Linked DNA regions of Mus musculus: all the other regions are linked to region 2. A link is a contact called in public HiCAR-type data. All regions are on one chromosome and are shown on one strand. The core of a region is the stretch at or near the end of the contact, and the rest is flanking DNA. Distances in the headings are between cores, read along the strand shown.

Region 1 (4,667 bases), core at 1,378-3,877, 420 kb after region 2:
TGTGAGTGTGTGTGTGTGTGTGTGTGAGTGTGTGTGCCAAATGAAAATAATGATGATATAAAGTAGATGTCACAAAATATTTGAGATACATTGAACTGGTTAGTTTGTACTGTGACTGTATACTTCACCAAAATCAAAACCCAAACTGAAGCATGAGTTTTTTTAAATTAACCTGTTCTGTTCTGCTTCCCCAAATCCATCTACAGCAATCCCTTTAAACAATGCTGTGCAGCCACCTGCTACATAATAAAATTCGGGTTAGCAATGGACTCCATGTATGACAGTGGTGCCTTAAGACTGAACCACCTGGTGCCTCTGCAGCCATGTTGGCAGGAGCAGATAGGTTCTATGATGTTCCCATAATGACAAAGTCATCTTTCAAACTCTGCCACTGAACACTGCTCAGTGGTGCCCATTTTACTTAGCAGAAGTATGCGGGGGGAGCAATGTTTGATTTCCATGTCACAATCCTTAAGAAAGGATTTTTTTTCTTCCTTGAGTGTAGTGATGGTCAGAGAATGGTCAAGTGTCCCCATGGTCATGTCAGCACTAATCACAAGAGGCATTTAAAATGAATTAACATGTTTAATTGATACAGCAGTGTTTTAATGTATGCACTGTAGGCATCTATATTTGTAGCCAGGGAAGAGGGCGCAGAGAAGTCATTTGCCCTGAGCCACACAAGCGATGAAGCCCAAGGCAGAGAAAGGGGCTAGTTGTGAAAACTAAAAGAGATTTTCAATGCCAAAATTACCTGTATGGATATCATGTCTATCCAAAGCATCCATCCCTCCTGATCACAATGGCTAAAGTAACCAACTTCACTGTGTAACCAGGGTGACTCTGTCACCTCCTCAGACTGTGAGCATCAAGCATAGGCTATATTGATAACATTCCCGGAAGTTGTTATCTTTTTGTATTCTAAGAGACAAAGCTAAGTTACCAGCAGTACCACAAATTTACTTTTAAGCCACCGAAATACTGAGCAAACAGGTATTCAACTTCCATGAAGTTCTTTCACTTGTAATTAAATGTGCAATTAAACATATTGATTCCTTGGTCACAGCAACTTAGAAAATAAGTGAGCACTTCTTTAAAGACATGGGAGTTTGTTTTGGGGTCATTCTTGGTGGAAATGGGGCCCTGCTATGTAGTCCAGGTTGTCCCCAAATTCACTATATAACTTATAGCCTCAAACTCATGGTGATCCTCCTGCCTCAACCTTCCAAGTTGCTAGGAGTATGGGAATGTGCCAGCACACTAGACTTGAGGGTATGTTTTAAGTGAGCAACATTTTCTCTTCAAATGATGCCTATAAAAAGGATAGAGACGTATTACTGGCTCTGCAAGCTCTGTGCCTTATCTCTGTCCTTTGGACAGAGGTCGTTCCCTCCAGCAGAGCTCTGAAAAGGGAGATCTTGTAGCCAGTTCTTTTAATGGAACACTGCTGGAGCACTGTTCTGCCCGTAGAGTTTAAGGTTTTTCTGGCTCTTTTTTTTTTTTTTTTTTTTTTGGTTGTTTTGTTTTTACATGTCAGTGTTTGAAAAACGAATGCACAGTCTATTGAGGTCTGGATCTCATTTTTCAAATTGGATGTGATTGCTTTTATTTATCACCCTCTAATTAATAGTGGAGCACTTTACAATAAAAAATCAGCACTCCCTCCTAGCCGCCAGTGAGAGAGCACTCATGTTCCCTGTGAATATTTTATAGCTGTCTTACGTTAGTCTGGTTTTCAATGGTTTTGATGCTGGTTTCTTACTCAGAGCAGCACATGGCATTTGCCAGGTTTGCCGATGTTGTTTTGAGGTTCCTGTCATATAGTTTCCAGTTCATTCCTTAGATGAGTCATTTATCCCACTTTTTTCTTTTTAGTTGATTGGTTTGGGAAAGAGAATCATACTACTCCTTGCAACAAATCGCTCCCTTTCTTGCATTATTTTATGTACACATATAATATATATTAACTATTTATTTATTCTCTCTGTATATCTGTATGTCTGTCTGTATGTGTGTGTCTGTGTCTGTGTGTGTGTGTGTCTATGTGCGTGTATGTATGTGTGTGTGCAGTCAAGCACATGTTACAGTACAGACATAGAGATCAGAGGACAACTGTCAGGAGTTGGTTCTCTCCTTCCATCTTGTCGATGCAGGGTCTCTCTTGATGCTTCTGCCTTGCTATGTACTCCAAGATGGCTGTCCCTGAGCCTCCAGACTTCCTTAAGTCTCCCTTTGGGGACTAGGATAACAGATGCTAACAGTCCCACAGCCTTCTGACTTGGGTCTGGGATTGAACCCAGGTTGTCACGTTTGTACATGACCTTACCTGCTGAGCCTTCTCCCCAACCCTCTCTTGACCTTGGATGCTGGAAGACACGCCGCTCATGGGGTTCTATGCGATGAAGATACTTCCTCAACCCTGAAATACATATGTTTCTGGGAAACGCTCCTGTCAGGGAATATGACAAAGTCTTCTTTTGGAGGTGGATGGATGGGGGGAAATCCATAGTACATCCACAAGAGGGCAACAGAGAGCAAAACCTGGCTCCCTTCAGAGTAGGCAGGGCGCTCCGTTGTCTGGGGTTCCACTGAGATCTTGGGTGGAGAATCACTGAGGTCCCTGTGGCGAGCCTTGGAAAGGCACACACACTGGGAAGCTGGGAAGTTAATTACTTCCAACTCTGGATAACTTCTTGGAACTTTCAGCAAGGACACACATGCTCTATCCATAAATCCAGGCTAAAGTCCACAGTAACTGCTGCTGCACTGTGGCCCTGCCTGCCCTGGCTGCTGTGGTATCTGCCTCCAGGGCTTCCCAGCTTCCAGAACACTTTAGCATAGGCTTTATCTAGAAAGAAATTGGGCCTTCAGGGGAGTGGGGATTAGTTAAGTGTAGGAGCTAAAATACCACAGCTAAATCTCCAAGTCCTTATCTTGGTGGCCATCTTTCCCTCATCGTCGACTAGAAAACAGAATTCAGAAGCAACTGTAAGGTTGCTATTTAGACATTTGGCCCAGGCAGGTGTGGTGGTGCACACTTTTAATCCGAGTACTTAGGAGGCAAAGGCAAGCAGATCTCTGAGCTCAAGGCCAGCATGGTCTGCAAAGAGAGTTCCAGGACAGCCAGGACTGTTACACAGAGAAACCCTTTCTCAAGAAACAAAACAAAACAAAACAAAGCAAAGCAAAGCAAAGCAAAGCAAAGCAAAGCAAAGCAAAGCAAAACAAAACAAACAAAATTACTCCGATCTGTGTTCTTTTTATCATATGAGAATCTTGTTCATTTCCATGAGGCAGCTGCCTCACCCCTCCTTCCTCTGTTTTCCACACTCTGGCTGGTGTTTCATGCCTGATGGACGCTGCTCACTGTAGTGTTCCCTGGCGTATAGTACTCCCAACTCCCTGATTATACTGACTCGGCACCCGTCTGAGTCACCCTCTTCACACTGAGAATGTGGTCCTCCCGAGTCTGTAAAGCCTCAGTTGCCTCACTCTAGAGTGCTTGCCTGTCTTCTTCCCTTCACAGGTCATTGTCCTCTTGGTTCCTTCTGTGCAAGCTTGTGTTCCAGTATGGAAACGTTTCCATGTGTATAACTACTGTATGTTATCTTGTGTCTATGTCAATGGTGGTCACACCCTCGAACTTCACTGTGCTGATAGGCTGAGAGATGATCTGTGATTTGTTGGTTCCCCGTGCTCATCAGATGGACCATTCTCTCTCTCTCTCTCTCTCTCTCTCTCTCTCTCTCTCTCTGGTCACATTTCAAAAGGTGTATTTATTTGCTTTTCTTTTAGGTTAGCATTCTATCAGTGAATTCATCTCTTTTGTCTGGCAGGTCAAAAAAATTCCAGTCATTTATCGAGAGCTGCTTGGTAAAGAATCACAGCCAGCGGCCAGCCACGGAGCAGTTGATGAAGCACCCATTCATACGAGACCAACCTAATGAGAGGCAGGTCCGCATCCAGCTGAAGGACCACATTGATCGAACAAAGAAGAAGCGAGGAGAAAAAGGTTAGTTGCCTGTTTGTATTTCAGAGCAAGAAACAAAAGGCAGTTCACTGTGGGCTCTTGGTATATTTGGAGGTGACTGGAGAGTTCCTCATAGGCTGCATTATTCTTTCGTGTGAAATCTGCCTGTTAGGTCAGAGCCGGGGGAATGAGTGAAAAGAAATTACCAATCTCCTTGGAAAAATTCGACCTGTGAGCCATATTTCTTTTAGGCACCAAACAAAGCCATGATGGGTGATACTATGAAGCACTGTAGACGACAAGTGACTTCAAATGAATATTCATGTTCCAAAGAGTGACATCTACACATGTCAGCCAACCTAAAGACATCATCTGATTGGCATCCCCTGCATTGATTGGCATCTCCTGCATTGACGTTCTATGCTCCAAGACTTGATCCTGTTGTTTAGAAGTCAGAAAAGAATTTCTTACAGCGTTAGTAGATGTAAAAAGGTCCCTGGGTTGCCAAGCTAGCAGTGTGGCATCAGAGTTCAGTCTGAAGGTCCCTGAATGCACTTCCTCATTTAATAGATGTACACATTCCTCTCCTGTACACTCTTCCCTGTGTCATGGAAAGCACGGGAGCACAGATGTGACACGTTGGGACTGTGCCCAAGCTGTTGGAATGGAGGCTTACAATCCTCCTTGTCCCTGACTT
Region 2 (4,482 bases), core at 1,903-4,402:
TCTGTGTATTGTCCTAGTCCGACTGGGTTCGGGGAAGCTGAACATCATGTTCTCCTCCTGACTATTCAATCTAAATTAGTCACACGAAATGGAATGGGCCCCAGACACTAACCTACCAGTGTTTTAAATGTAATGTTGATGTCCTGCAGCTGGAATGCACATGCCACGATAACAACTGCAAATTGCAAGTGGTGGCTAGGCCTCTGCTTGAAGGTTTGTCAATCAAGACTGCTCTCCTCATTTTGATAATTAATTTTTATTTGAAGAATGTCCCACACAGAGCCTTGCATGCCTACATGACACACCATAAACAATAAATGTTTTGTTTCTAGAGAAAGGCTTTCTGGTCCTTCTACAGAAGATGCAGACTGACCACCTTGACCAACAGATTCAGTGGATTTTTCGTTTTCTCCATCATTCCAATTGTTCAGCCTCCCTGTCCCAGGGCCCAGGATTTTGCAATGTGTTTGTCTTAGGAATGTAGCCACATCCTTGTGGGAACAAGACTCACATGGTTTGGGATCTGGAAGGAGATGCACTTGGCTGAAGGATGCTTCTCCAGCTGAACCCTTGTAAGCTGTGGCTGGACATGTGTGCAGCTGGAGCATTGCATGGCTTGACCTCGTCTTCTGAGAATGAAAATCAGGGACATCTGTGTCCCTGAGCATGCTGTGTGTCTGCAGGTGACACTTGTTTATGGCTTTGCTCTGATCATGGTGCTTTCTGTACATGGTACCTTGGCTAGGTTGGCTTGTTTGTTTTAGTATGCAAATAGGCATTTAATACACAATTAAAATTGTGATGTCAGCAATGTCTGCTTGTAACTTATCCCTCATTCTGTTTAGGGGCTTCTAGAACAAGAGTCAATAGGTTTGAGATAGAGATGGGAGTGTGTAACACTGACTTCCTCCTATACTTTTGAGTTAAGACCCCCAAGGAAAAGCCAAGTTCAGAATCTCAGCATTCTCAATAATTATAGGTTTCTTCTGTGGGTTGTACCATGACATATTAACTAACTCTAATCCTAATCCTTTTATTTATTTATTTATTTATTTATTTATTTTGGTTTTTCGAGACAGGGTTTCTCTGTGTAGCTCTGGCTGTCCTGGAACTCACTCTGTAGACCAGGTTGGCCTCGAACTCAGAAATCCGTCTGCCTCTGCCTCCTGAGTGCTGGGATTAAAGGCGTGCGCCACTAATCCTTTTAAAATAAATCTTTAAAGATGATGTCTTAGTTAAGGTTTCCATTGCTGTGAAGAGACACCATGACCAAGGCAAGTCTTATAAAGGACAACATTTAATTAAGGCTGGCTTACAGGTTAAAGGTTCAGTACATTATCATCATGGCAGGAATCATGGCAGTGTCCAGGAAGACATGGTGCTGGAGGAGTTGAAAGTTCTACATCTTGATGTGAAGGAAGTCAGGAGAAGACTACCTTATAGGCAGCTAGGAGGAAAGTCTCAAAGCCCACCCCCACAGTGACACACTTTCTCCAGCAAGGCCACACCTACTCCAAGAAGGCCATACCTAGCCCAACAAGGTCACACCTCCTAATAGTGCCACTCCTTGGGCCAAGCATATTCAAACCACCACAGATGAATATGATGTTGAATGAAGACATTGATCAATATGCCATCATGGTGCTGTGGGTACTCCAGTGAATGAGCCAGACCAGGGTATCTACTTCCCTGTGCTTAGCTTAGCAAATAAGTGTGGAATAATTTCCATTCTCAGTAACAGTGCCCAGAATAAGAGGCAACTGCATGCATATGGAGAGAATATCCAAGATTGGAGTATGAGGAGTAAGATTCTCTGAGGATATCAGGCAAAGACACAATCACCACCCCAGTGGTGTCAATGCACATTAGGGGCTTTCTGGGCTATAGCCTCATCTCAGCATGTCACACGGTCATTCATTCAACTGTGCTACAGTCCTTGTAGTCTACCCTTTGCTCCCCTTTCAGCTCCCTTCTACATAGAGGTACAAGAAGGTTCCCTCCAAGCTTACGTTGAACCAACATGAAGAGATGGAACCTTACTGAAGAGGTTGTTAAGCCATCAGTGCTCTGACATGAATGAATTGATGCCATTACCAAAAAGCAGGTCACTAACAAGAACAGTCATTAAGTCAACCTATTCAATCCATATTCTCTTCCTGCCTTGACTGAGCTCATGCCTAGCTGCCATGTCCTAAGGTAGCACACTCTGGCCAGATGTTGACATGTGCTCTAGAACCTCCTAGGCTCCAATACTGTGGGCATTGATTTGTATTATTTATGAATTGCCCTCTGTTTCTAGCTAGCAGAGAGTAGAATAAGATATCAATCAAATGCCAGTCATCTCCAGGTGGAGACTCTAAACTGGAAGGAAGGCAGACACAGGTGATTGAGGTAAGAAAATACTAGACATTTCTGTCTACGTTTATTGCAGCCGTTGTTAATGGTAGGAAAGAAGTCCAAACTGATGTTTCACTAGAGAGAGAGAGAGAGAGAGAGAGAGAGAGAGAGAGAGAGAGAGAGAGAGAGAGAGAGAGAAAGAGAACTTCTGAAATTCTTCTCTACTTGTTTTAAGTGTCTGGGAATGGAGCCTAGGGACTCACAGATGCAAGCAAGTTCATTGCTATGAGGTACATTGCCAGACCACCTTTATATATTTATCCCGAGAACAGGGATTCCTATAATTTTACATTATGTTACCTAGTAAAAAATTGTAAGCAAGATTCACAGACTACACCTAGCTCATAGACATGTTTAACTAAATCATGCAATGTTGTCTAATATTGAGAATTAGTTACCAAATCTTGATTCCCACAAGAGATGAAGAGTTCTTGCTTTTATGTGGCTATGTACTGTCCAGATCATCAGAGTGCTTCCCATTACCCTTTGGGTGCTAGACTTGGGACTGCCTTTTGCAGATGTAAATTGGTGCTGAGATGGTCCATACATTTTTACCCAGACTCCCAGAGAACCATAGCATCCTATCCTAGTGTCTTAGAGCAATGTCACTGTGAGAGCAAGAGGCCATGTAGAGAGTGAGATTGGGATGACAGCCAGCATCCATTGCCATATGCAGTGAGGAGGCCATGCAAGGTCATACAGATCTGCCAAACTGCCTAGGAATACAGCCAAAGGATTTCTTAGCAAAACCCAGCCCAAACTGAGTCATAGAACTAGGCCCAAGTAAAATTGGCACTGCCTTAGTAGTTTGTGACACCACAGTAGGTCATGGATAGAGACAAATTTCATTAGAGCATTCTGTTTTTCCTTTTGCACATTTTAATTTCTCTGTGGCCTCATGTTATTCAGCTTCCAGTCCCATTTCCTGAACTAACCCACATAATTTTTAAACTTTTTGTTCATGTATAACATACTTATAACAAATGAATATATCATAAACGTACAACTTGATGAATTTTCACAAATTTAATGAACATACATTATTAGAATCTAAAACAAGAGAGGATGAGAGAAAAAATAAAGAGAATGAGACAGGAAGGAGGGAAGAAAATGAAAAAGGAAGGAGAAAAGAAACATGGAGGAAGAAAGAAGGAAGAAAAATAAAACAAGGAAAGCAAGTGCTCTCTGCTTGCCCGAACTCACAACCACCTCACCTGTCAGATCCACTCCTTGCCATCAGAGATCCTTGATGGCCATTCTGTGGGAGGTGAGACCAAATGTCAAGGTGGTGATAACTGGCCCCTCTAAACAATCCCAATTAAACTTGTTCGTTCACAAGTAAGACATGGGTGAAGCTTTTTCTTTGAGCTATCATTGCTTTTCTACCTTGAGGAGATAGAGGTAGATAACTTAGAAAAAGTCAAACACTGTTCCTTTGGAACGTCCCCTCACTCAAGCTCAGCCAGCTGTCATGAGTCAGAGAGAGGTATGGAGGAGGAAGACACTTGCCAGGGGTGATGCTTTCAACATGAGAATATCTGCCCTGCATGGCTTCAAGCAACCAGAGGTGGGCTGAGGGCTTATGAAGTCTGGCATCAATAGCATCAGGTAGGATGAGCATCTATCTACCTTCTCGTGATAGTTAATATAGCCATTATGAGCAATGCATGGCTTCATCAAAGAATTAAGCATAAAACTGCCTACAACCCAGAAATCCCATTCTTTTGAGACACTGTTTATCTAAAGACTGTGAAAACAGTCTGGATTGTGGTTTAAATGAGAAATCTTCTCCATAGGCTCACGTATTTGAACACTTGGTTCCCAGTTGGTGAGGCTGTTTGGGGGAGGCTATGGAACCTTTAGAAGGCAGAGTCTTGCTGGAGGAAGTATATCACAAAAGGCAGCATCGGACAGCTGATACCTTTGTCCCACTTCCTGTTCTCTGTCTTGGCTTCCTGTGTGTGCAGGAAAATGTGACTATTCAACTTCCCATTCCTGTGCCGGGCCTTTCCCAGTCTTTACAGACGTTGTCCCTCTGGAACAATAGCCAAAATTCACAGTGTTCTCCTCTGTGGTGCTTGTCAA
Region 3 (4,721 bases), core at 1,920-4,419, 400 kb after region 2:
TAGCCTCGAGGACTTGCTGGTGCTGTTTAACAGGCTCTTGTTGGGAGTATAATGTATGCCACATCTCTCAAGAGATACTTGGATTAGCTCATGTGAACAGGCCTATTCTATGTTGCTATCTTCATCTTTGTATTGTTGATTTGGAAAACCAAACACACAGATAGTTTGATTAATAGCCACACTGTTTACCAGTTGCAGGACAGTATGTGAAAATGATGACAGTCTAACACAAACCCTTAGGTCTTGATTTCTATTTTGTGTGTGTTATCATTTGTGGCCATGAAGGCTTTTACCAAACTCCTACTTCTTTTGATCTCAGGGGAGCCTTGGTATAATCAAATACTACAATTTGTGATTTCCTCACTGGTGTATGTATCTACTTAATAATTAAATTTAAAAGTAGGCATTCGAGTTATAGAAATGGTAGAAGGGACCCAAATGCCCATCACCAGAGGAAAAGATAAAATGTAGAAATGGAAATTTAGTGGAAAATTATCCAGCATTAAAAAGGAAGAAAACTGTGACATACGTTACAGCCTGACTGAACTCTGAGGGCCTTATGTTATGTGAAATAAGATGTATTCTGTATAATTTTGCTTTTACAGGAGAGGGGAGTGTCCTAGGGATGGGAGCAGGAGGATGACTGGGTAATGTGTGGGACATAGGTTGTTAATGCTCAATGGTATAGAACCTCGCTGGCAGAAGATGAAAATGTTCCGGGGATGGATGGGGTGAGAATGATGCCATCTTAAAGGCTTTACTGGGCCCAGAAAATGTGCATAAAAGTGGATAAAATCTCTCCTAATAAAGTTACTCTTGCTGTAATAAAACATCATGGCCAAAGGAAATGGGTTAAGGGAAGGATTTATTTCAGCTCACAACTCTCAGGTCACACTCCATTACTGATCAAAGTCAGCATAGGAACTCAAGGCAGGAACCTGGAGGCAGGAGCTGAAGCAGAGGCCATGGAGGAGTGCTGCTTACTGGCTTGCTCCGTGCTACTTGCCTAGTTTGCATTTTTATCCTCCTCATGACTGCCTGTCCAGGGATGGTTCCACCCGCAATGGGCTAGGTCCCTCCATAATCATCTATCAAGAAAATCCCCTACAGACTTGCCTACAGGCAACATGATGGAGATGTTTATCTCAACTGAGTTTCTTCTCTATGCAGTGATAAACATAGTGATATCTCTATACAGAATAAACCAGATGAAATCATAACATTTATGTTATAGATACACTTTACTGCCTGAAGAACGCACATTCATTTTACCCTCACATCCAATCTGAGGTTCTAATTTATTCAACTGTCTTCTCATTAGTGGATTTTGGAGTGAGTGCCCAGCTTGACCGAACTGTGGGCAGGAGGAACACGTTCATCGGGACTCCCTACTGGATGGCACCAGAAGTCATTGCCTGTGATGAGAACCCGGATGCCACATATGATTTCAAGGTATGAGTTGGTTGGGCTGTGAAGCCATGTCCAGCCCCTTGTCCTCAGTTTTTCAGGGGATGATCCTCACAGGCACCTGCATGTGGCTTACACAAAAGGAGATTTGAAAAATGGTATCTGGATCTAAGATTGTAAGATACTCAAGTAATAACTGTTTCATAATGAATTTACCCACAGTATTTGGTTTCCTACTTACAAAATGATATTGAAATTATTTTCTATGCTTTTGAATGTATTCTTCTTACTCTTGAGAAATAGAGCAGGTTTGTGTTGTTGGTTATAGTTTCGTTTTGGCAATATTTATATTCTTATTTTTATCCTTTTTCATCTAATAAGTCTTTTGATTCATTTTTAATGATGCATAAAATTATTCAGCTCACAACTCTCAGGTCACACTCCATTACTGATCAAAGTTAGCATAGGAACTCACATTTGTACTCACATTTGTACTCACAATACACATTTGTAGCAGATGTGCAGCTTGGTCTTCATGTGGGTCCCCTAACAATTGGAGAGGGGACTGCCTCTGACTCTGTTGCCTGCCATTGGATCCCTTTCCCCTAACAGGACTGCCTGGTTGGGCCTCAGTGAGAGGATGTGCTTAGCCCTGCTGGGACTAGATGTCCCAGGGTGGGGTGGTACCCAAGCTGGGTCAGTACCCAAGGTGGGGCTTCCCCTTCTTCTTGGAGAGGGAGAGGGAGTAATGGGGGAGGGATTTGTAAGAGCGGGACTGGGAGGAAAGGAAGGAGTAGGAAGCTGTGATTCAGATGTAAAGTGGATAAAAAATATGTTATAGAAAGAAAAATATTCCATCTGTGCATACGAAAGGGGTTTCAGGCATTACTTCTATATATGCACAATATTTAAATCAGGATTAATATATTTGTCTAAACATCATCTTTTAAAGTGGAAAGTTTCAGAGGGCCTGAAGAGATAGCTCAGTTGGCAAAGTACCTGCTTCTGAAGCAGAAGGCCCTGAGTGAGTCTTCCCGAAGCCACACAGAAGGCAGTCATGGTGATGCAGGCTCGTAGTCCCAGCTCTGAGGAGAATCCCAGCCTTTCTAGCCAGCCAGCCTAGCAAGGTCCAAGCCAATGACTGACCCTGTATCAAAATTCAAGGCTTCAGAGAAATAATAGCCAAGACTGACATCTGTCCGACCCATGAAGGTGCAGACACACATATGCCTGCACACCCATGCTCAGTCACAAAGGTCTTCTAGCTTTCTCAAATGGGCTGCACACTATTGTAACTCTCTGTGGCTTCTGTGCCACAGCACTGAGGAACTCCTTGCTTCTACCAAACAAGAACACAGCGTATACTGGTCAACCTATTTATTCCACGCCCAAGCTAATATTCTCAAGGCTTCCTATGTTAAACCAAAATACAAATATCGGGGGCATCTTTTTATAGTTAAATGGCAGCAAGTTCCTCGTTTCTACGGGCTCACTGTAGATACTTCGTAGTTTCTTCTCTGTAGGAGAGATGGAGTAGAATGTAGGTCTATGCCTTGGCTTTCCTCTAGTGTGACTTGGCATCTCACAGAATTTTGATGGATCCCTTGTCACATTCAGTAAGCTTCTCCCGGCAGCCCTCCTTCATTCATCCCAACACAGTGACACGAGTCACAGTCATAAAGCCCCTCAAGAGCTGCAGCGTCTGGTGACATTGCTGCTGCATAAATCCCTGTTAAGAGAAAGTGAAACTGTGGACAGTGAGAGCTAGGGCCAGTTCAGAGTTCTCAGGCTAGGCACTAGGCAGAGAGACACCCTGTGGGCAAAAGGCGATACTACCTGGGTTTGCTTTGTTAGCTCAAGGACCTTCCCTCAAAATCCTACAAAGGGGGAAACTGGGGCCAGGTCTTCACAGGTGCATACCCAGTTGGTGACATTCTCTGAACTTCAACTTGAACATGAGTCTCCCAACTCTGCTCAAATCTCGGTAGTCACTTGTCCCACCCTGCAAAGGAGGGTCTCTTGTGGATTTGTGTGTTCTGTATTATATTATTATTTGATTGGTCTGATTTGCCTTTTTAAATGACTATGTTAAAAAAATTAAGATAAGTCAGCATCAAAAGGGCCTCTCTATGAAAAGAATCTGTGGGGTTCTTTTTTATTGCAGCCTCGTCTTGTGTGGTAGTTGCCTAGCTTCTGTATAAATCTCATATTTCTCATCCAAATAGTACATTTGAGGAATTTCTCTCTTAAAGTTCACTTACTTCTCCCCATTTGGTTACTGTTTTTAATCAGGTGAGCTCCATGCAAACACTGAAGTCTTTGAGAGCCAGTGTCTCCGAGCATTGATGAAATCATTCGCCTCTTTAGAGAAATGCAAGCTCGAAAACATAATAATCACCCTTCTTCCCTCAAAGTTAGTCCCTCTAATGACCTGACGGCAATCTGTCTGAGAGCAGCTGCCTCGTTAAAAATTAATCCCCTGCCAAAATAAATGTCATTTATTTAAACTGCTAATGATCAGCACATTTGAATAATTCCATTTGCAAATCCGAGAGAGGATGCACTACAAAATATATATCCCAGACGAGATATGCATATTTTAATTGGCTGTAAGCAACTCTTCAAACTGTGGTCGTATTTAACACGTGTTAACTAGTTTACATCTGTGCCATAGATAATTTGAAGCACTTCAAAATATACCAGGAGGGAACTGGAGGGTTGGTTCAGAGGTTAAGAGCACTTGTTGCTCTTGGAAGACCCAAGGGTTCAAAATACCAGAATCCACGTGGTGCATCTCACCCATCTTTAACTCGAATTTTAAAGGACCCAGTGTCCTCTTCTGACCTCCCAGGGCACCAGGCACACACATGGTGCACAGAAACAACATGCAGAAAATACCAATACACATAAATAAATAAAACTAAATTTTAAAATAAGACTAGTTATACAAGGAAGAACCAGAGTGTCTAGATTTTCACCCCTGACTTAATCTTTTAAGTGGGCTATATTTATGTGCAGTGTATTTGTTTGAAGAATAGACAAGACCTCTGTGGCTGATTTGTTTTTAGGAGAGTACCTAGAATAAGCTTTTCCCTTTGGCCAATCCAGAGCTTGGAATTGAGTTCAAATCTTGGACTTCTTTCCTCAGACAACTGCTAAGAAATTCTGTTTAGAGATGATGTGATACCAATATGTAAGAATAATTTTTTTTTTTTACAAAAAGAAGTCTTAAAAGGGTCCTCACAGAGAAAACAGGTCCAACAATGTCAGTCATTTAGACTGTACTGTGAACTTCTTTATAAAGATAGCTATGC

What was found. HiCAR-type assays count read pairs that join an accessible place to other places.
Region 1: a HiCAR-type map of fibro-adipogenic progenitors shows a contact between it and region 2, with 4 times the contacts expected there. The contact joins two enhancer-like sites. A contact is called at or near these places in 3 of 39 promoter capture datasets (embryonic stem cells and liver) and 3 of 115 datasets of contacts at active chromatin or transcription factors (embryonic basal ganglia, fibro-adipogenic progenitors and heart atrium).
Region 3: a contact with region 2 is called in a HiCAR-type map of fibro-adipogenic progenitors, with 6 times the contacts expected there. The contact joins two enhancer-like sites. A contact is called at or near these places in 3 of 39 promoter capture datasets (embryonic stem cells and liver), 3 of 484 Hi-C or Micro-C datasets (embryonic heart, embryonic stem cells and lens fibers), 2 of 115 datasets of contacts at active chromatin or transcription factors (bone marrow-derived macrophages and fibro-adipogenic progenitors) and 1 of 9 other capture datasets (adipose tissue).

Annotation. Positions count from the first base shown.
Region 1 is chr3:28,560,239-28,564,905 of GRCm38.p6, forward strand. Tnik (TRAF2 and NCK interacting kinase) reads left to right here. Exons shown (of 33, transcript NM_026910.1): 10 at 3,837-4,012. Among named protein-coding and RNA genes, the nearest start is that of Gm52603, 120 kb to the right of the region's middle. Within about 2 kb of position 2,628, at least 16 of the 459 cell types and tissues checked have an H3K27ac peak or open chromatin away from gene starts, as enhancers often do. A contact at or near this core is called in fibro-adipogenic progenitors, where this site is marked.
Region 2 is chr3:28,141,794-28,146,275 of GRCm38.p6, forward strand. No RefSeq gene overlaps it. Among named protein-coding and RNA genes, the nearest start is that of Gm42196, 32 kb to the right of the region's middle. Within about 2 kb of position 3,153, at least 23 of the 459 cell types and tissues checked have an H3K27ac peak or open chromatin away from gene starts, as enhancers often do. A contact at or near this core is called in fibro-adipogenic progenitors, where this site is marked.
Region 3 is chr3:28,540,647-28,545,367 of GRCm38.p6, forward strand. Tnik (TRAF2 and NCK interacting kinase) reads left to right here. Exons shown (of 33, transcript NM_026910.1): 7 at 1,322-1,452. Among named protein-coding and RNA genes, the nearest start is that of Mir466q, 120 kb to the left of the region's middle. Within about 2 kb of position 3,170, at least 72 of the 459 cell types and tissues checked have an H3K27ac peak or open chromatin away from gene starts, as enhancers often do. A contact at or near this core is called in fibro-adipogenic progenitors, where this site is marked.